Linked DNA regions of Gossypium arboreum: region 2 is linked to region 1. The links are chromatin contacts, called in public Hi-C maps. All regions are on one chromosome and are shown on one strand. The core of a region is the stretch at or near the end of the contact, and the rest is flanking DNA. Distances in the headings are between cores, read along the strand shown. Region 1 overlaps LOC108464531 (cellulose synthase A catalytic subunit 2 [UDP-forming]). Region 2 holds the start of LOC108476617 (protein LIKE COV 2-like).

Region 1 (2,993 bases), core at 248-2,747:
TAGATAATTAAATATATATGTTTAATAAGATTGAAAATTATAATATTTTATATTAATATTTTATTAATTTTAAATATTTTTAAAATAAAAATAAAAATTTATTATTAATATAATAAAATTAAGTTTGACTTAAGATAATTTTATATAAAAATGAAATCACCCATAAGCGAGGTTTTTTTAGAAAATGACTTGTGCTTTTAAAGCAGGTAAGTCATTTTACAAAGGCTTATTTTTTGTTGACATGTAAGTTATTTTTCATTGAATAAACTATTTTTCATAAAACAAACACAAGATAATGCAAAAATATATATATTTTTTTAAAATTATTTTAGTCAAACAAATAGAGCCTTTTGATACAAAAAGAATATATTTAAAAAATATATTTTATGAATCTTTCTTATCACATCATTTATAGTCCCTATTAATTAAAAATAAACAAAATTATCTTCTTTTTTCATATAATTCATGATCTCTCGTTACCAATTTTACCCATTGTACATATGATGTGGAAAAAAATAATGTATTAAATTAATTGGAATATGGCAGCTCTATGTTACTTTCGTGTGTTACCGTTTTAACGCTGCATAATAATTATTTAATTTCCCAAATTGCATTGTTACAAAATTAGTTCAAGGACTGGAAGAAAGTTCGTCAATACAATTTTCTATTTTTAAAAATTCAAATTTTTTAAGAAAAAGAATTTTGAATTCAAACTCATCTCACAAATAACTCTAAAATCAACAATAAAAACCAAACACAACCTTATATTAACATACACATATATGACTAAATTGTTCAATATTTATTTTCAATTGAATTCAAAATTAAAAAAAAAATGTATGACAACCTCATTCAGGACTCATTTCTAGTAAAAGCAATAGCAATCACTATTTCCGATGATTTACAACAAATTGTCCGACAATTTTAATTATTATTGAGAGTTTATATATTAAAAACTATATTTATTACATAGCATTTGATAATTGACATCTAAAACATATAAAATTTCATAATATTAATAATAAAAATCAAGAGAGTTGCATTGAACAAACTGCCAAGTCCATACCAAACAATATAACAATTGAGACAAGGATTCAAAAAGGAAAAAAAAAAAGTAGGAACAAATTTTGAGACCCCCCCCCCCCCCACACTGGCCAGGAATTTTAAGTCAAAATATTCTAAAAGAATCAATAATAAAATAAAAGGAAGTATGTAAAAAACAAAGAACAACGTGGTCAGCCAAGCCTCTAGCCCTCTTAATATCTACAAAACCCGGCCCCATCCTACACGATAATTTGGCTAATACAATACCAAAATTTTGTGCATTGCTTTCATGATAAAGCAAATCTTCATCATGAAAACATATCCTCAAAGCACTCAACCATCACAACACCAGCCTTTTGGCAACAGGTGTTGCAAGTGAGATGAGTGAAGAGCCAATGCTCCTTTTTCATTATCTGAATCTTCCTAGTCATCACAATTCAACTCACAAATTTCTAATACAGGACCATCTTTCGAGACGAATGGGTTTATCCGGACCCACATAAGAGTCAAAATAGAGGCCAGCAGGATTGACCACACCAAAATAATGGTTGGCATCCGGTCTTGTTTTCCGAGTAAACCTTTGAGGAAGGGAAAAAGGTGGATAATAACCCAAAGGGCAAAAAATAGTCGCCCAAACAAGGGGCCCCAGGAGTCATACCCGTTATTGATTGCATCTGAGACTCCAACCACGACACCAACTATGTTTATGATCAACAAGGTGGTGGGAGGGATTAGCAAGGATGTCCACTTGAAGAGGTATAGCTCAGAAAATTCACCATCATCAGCTGCTTTAGAGGTCACAGTGAAGCTTGTGCTGACACCAGCCAGAACCTTTAGTAATCCCAGAAAGAGGGCAAAAAGATGTGATGAAACACCTCCAATCACCCAGAACTGCTTATTTCTCCACCAGTCATCGATTCCAACACCACCCCACTGCATCTCAAGGATACCAGTTACAGCAATTGATACAAAGAGAGCCATGAATACAACACCGGCATAGTTGCTAATCTGCGAGTGAGCCGGAATTACATGTTAGAAAGGCCCTATTACAAGTCAAAATTCAATAGACACCATATATAGGTGGAGACATTTGTATACAATGAAAAACCAAAACTTGACAAAGAAACTAGCCACAAGTACCCTAGTTCTCCCTTCTGAGGTTAGCAGGTGCAAATGCTACTTAAAAAGTACACAAAACTTATTACAGATAGGAAAGAAATAACTCAGTTATCCAGATCAAGATATTACGGCAGGGTCAACAAATGAATAGCACATCTAGAGCTTCAATTATGATGCTTGCATGGGCACATGGATAAATTTCAGGTTTTGAACAGTTATCAATGATTTAATATCAACTCAAAACAGGTCAAAATGCAAGATTTGAATGCAAGTACAGAGCATAAAACGAGACAAAAAATGAGTTCTTACCTCAGGAACAATAAATTTCCCAGTAAGGAGACAAATAGCCGGAAGGGTGCAGTAAACAAGCAAGGGAATAGAGGTCCAATGATATACAACCGAGTTTATGTAGGAAAATCGTTCCAACCATTTCATCCCACCCCCATATCCATACCAAATGGGACAATGTCTGCTCAAGAAAATTTCAACAGATCCAAGAGCCCATCGCAGAACTTGGTGTAGACGATCTGAGAGATTAATAGGAGCTGAACCCTTAAAAGCAGGTTGTTTAGGCATACAGTACACAGATCGCCAACCATGACAATGCATCTTGAAGCCAGTCAGGATATCCTCAGTCACAGAGCCATATATCCAGCCAACCTGATTTGCAGGTTCAAGATTTTGATGATTATTATGAGAGAAATTATGAGAGAAATAAATCACAAACTTTCCCATATTAAATATTCAGGTAGCGTTTTCAACATTTTACTTACTTCCTTCCCCCATTCTGTTTTATCTTCATAACTGCAACTTATGACTTGGATCGCTTC
Region 2 (2,993 bases), core at 126-2,625, 670 kb before region 1:
CTAGAAATCGCTAAAATTAATATACCAAAATTTTTATGCACCTTCATAAACATTCCATATCACATAAAACAACATCAAAATAATTTTCTCTAGCCTCGGAATAGTGGTTCTGAAACCACTGTTCCAGCTAGGCCCAAAATCGGGCTGTTACATTCACACATGCTAATTCATTCATCATAAGAGGATCGGGTGGAGTTAGCCACCCTGATAAAGAACACTTGCCTTGAGTGAGCAGGTAGTTAATTTATGTTTAGTTTTTTTTTTACATTTGTTACCTTCGTGTGACAAGGTTTAATTTGGTGCATTGAAGGAACTCACTAAGTTCTCTTGAACTTATGGAAAATTTTCTTATCTACATAGGAATGATTGGAATGATCAAGGACTACGATAAGGGACTAAGTCAGATAGCGTGAAGAATGGGGACCGTTGTTGTCTCAAGATCATGCACAAAGGAGGTGGGTATCATTGGAGGCTTCGCCTCAGGATTAAATATGGTGTAACCAAATGACGTCCTCAGAGTCTGGATTTTGAAATAGTTAACCCTAAGTTAAAAACTTCAAGGGTCTTATTGTAAACAGACAATATTAGAGACAGAAATTGAGAGATTAAACATTCAATGGTTTAAGAGCTTGGTTGTAAGAATTATTATTAGTTTTACTTAGTCCGTGTTATAATAGTTAAGCCGATAAATATTAAGGATAGTTGAACTTAGTCCATTTGTGACGCTCCATACTCGAATCCGACGGATGAGTCAGGCGGGGGTGTTACATTAACATTTTTCTTTAACACGTCAAAATGTTATCATGTTGGTCAAAGAAAAAAATAATAAAAGAAAAAACCAATTATAAAAAATTCAATATTGAGTTGGCTTGTGCCACAAACTCAATTAATGACATTATCGATCAAACTTTTGTGTAATAATATTAAAATGTACAAATATAATCAAAATGAAGCTTTGGGTATAGGAGTAAAGTTAAGGTTTTAGATGTTGGGGACATGGGAAATTTCAACATTTTTATTGGTTTTTTAGTACGAGAAATACTAAGATAAGTTTATAATATTATAATTTCAAAAAGGAAAGATAATTTAGTAATTTCTTTAATCAAATTGGTGTCTAGTTGACTTGTAATACCAACTAAACTAATGAGAGATTCAATTAAGAGTATAGATAATCACCTTAGGAGGATTGCAAAAATTAGAAAAAAAAAATTGGAGTATTAAGTTGAGATAAAAAACTGTGACAAATTTAGGTCCAAATGAATAAATAGACTAATCATATTTGATATAACCACTAAATGTGACCCTAAGGTGACACCAACCCCACGCCCAGCATGACATTGCTTATGATGTAAATATTGCCTTTTTTTATTTTTTAAATCTTAATTAAATTAAATGCATGTAACACTCAATAATCAAATCTCCCATCTAACTTCCCGACATTTTTCCCAGCTAGTAATGGCGGAAGAGAAAGAATCAACGTCGATTCCACTGAGCCAAGCCGAAAATAGTGGTGTCGATCCCGAAGATCCGGCTAAGTCTCCTCCTAGGCCTAGCTCCCCCAATTCCTCCACTCGCAAGGTCCATTTTCTCTTTCTTTTTTCCCCCCTCTTTTAGGTTTGACTTCCATCAATTAACCACACCCACTCCCTCATCTTTCTTCTTGGACTTCTTTCATATTTTTCTTAGTCCAAATGTAGTTGTAATTGAGCCTTTGCACTAAATATAATTTGCGAGTAACGGAATTTTGACTGCAGATATGGGAAATCCCTGCCGAATTTGGGATGTAGGAACTGAAAATGGTCAAATATCGCCCAAGATTTATCATAAACTTTCTTCACTATGTTTATTGAGTGTCAACTGGTTGGACTCTTCATATTAAGGGGGGAAAAAGAAAATGAAAATGGTTGAGCTCCCAATTATATCCAGAAATTCTGTTGGTTTTGATTGTCCTCGGGTTTGGCTTCAACCTGTTTTAAAAGTGGAAATCTTGATGACCTGTTGATTCTTTCTATCGTTTTTTTTATGGAAAAAACTAATTAATAGCCGCGCATTAGAAGGATTTTAAGCTTTGAGGATAAATGCTTCTGCTTTTAGGGTTTAGCATTTAAATTATCCCTTTTTTTCCTTACTAAAATACCAAGAAATTGAATGACCTGTACGATAGAGTGCTTCCACGATAAGGTTTGTTCTTTATGTATTTCTTGGTTAAACCAATTAGCGTTTCTATTGTTGAAATGCTTCATGGAAATTTCATGTGCCCATTTTCAAGGAATTTAATCATTTTCAAGTCATTATTATGAACGATTCAGAGTTTGACTACTTGAGTGGTTTTAAAGTAATTATGTTTGCCCCAAATTGAAAAGAACAGTTATGTTTAAGTTTCAATGTAAGTCTTAGAAAGCGTGGAAGCAATGAGAGCAGTTTTCAGAATAAATATGTTGTATTGATATCGAAGCATTCTGTTTTATTTTCCAGTCTGAGCATTTGTGTTTTATTCTTCAGGCTTGTTGTTTTGTTCTCCAAAGTTGGGTCTCAAAGAAGTTCATGACTGGATGGTATTAAGCTTTTATATTTCCCCAAATGTCAGTCTTCCATTATTTCTTTTGATATTTCAAAGCTTAACAAGTAACAACATGTTGACATGCAAAATTGCAGTGTGGTCCTTTTTCCTGTGGCAGTTACATTTTTCATTACTTGGTGGTTTATTCAGTTTGTTGACGGTTTCTTCAGTCCATTATATGAACGACTTGGCATTGACATATTTGGTAAGTTTAATTGTATTACTTGTGCCTTTGATGTTTGATGATTGAAGTGTGGCTAAGTTTATAAGTTCTTACTTCAATTATCACTATTCAACCATTCTTCACGATCATCAAACCCCAAAATTTCTTCATAATCCAAAAATGTATGTTTATTGCCAAAAAGAAAAAGAAGGAAAAAAAAAATCGGCTTGCAATCTTTATAATATTCTATAGAGAAGTTCAAGGAAGAAT

Evidence for each region. Hi-C and Micro-C count contacts between places; a contact is called where the count stands out from the background.
Region 2: a Hi-C map of leaf shows a contact between it and region 1, with 3 times the contacts expected there. The contact joins the promoter of LOC108476617 here to the enhancer-like site in region 1. A contact is called at or near these places in 2 of 5 Hi-C or Micro-C datasets (both in leaf).

What each region holds. Positions count from the first base shown.
Region 1 is chr12:72,547,830-72,550,822 of ASM2569848v2, reverse strand. It overlaps LOC108464531 (cellulose synthase A catalytic subunit 2 [UDP-forming]), which reads right to left. Exons shown (of 14, transcript XM_053023093.1): 12 at 2,937-2,993; 13 at 2,473-2,823; 14 at 1,162-2,052. The coding sequence ends at 1,468. Among protein-coding and RNA genes, the nearest start is that of LOC108464531, 7.5 kb to the right of the region's middle. Within about 2 kb of position 1,497, at least 2 of the 2 cell types and tissues checked have an H3K27ac peak or open chromatin away from gene starts, as enhancers often do. A contact at or near this core is called in leaf, where this site is marked.
Region 2 is chr12:73,213,604-73,216,596 of ASM2569848v2, reverse strand. LOC108476617 (protein LIKE COV 2-like) reads left to right here and starts at 1,375. Exons shown (of 7, transcript XM_017778884.2): 1 at 1,375-1,578; 2 at 2,503-2,555; 3 at 2,656-2,765. The coding sequence starts at 1,393.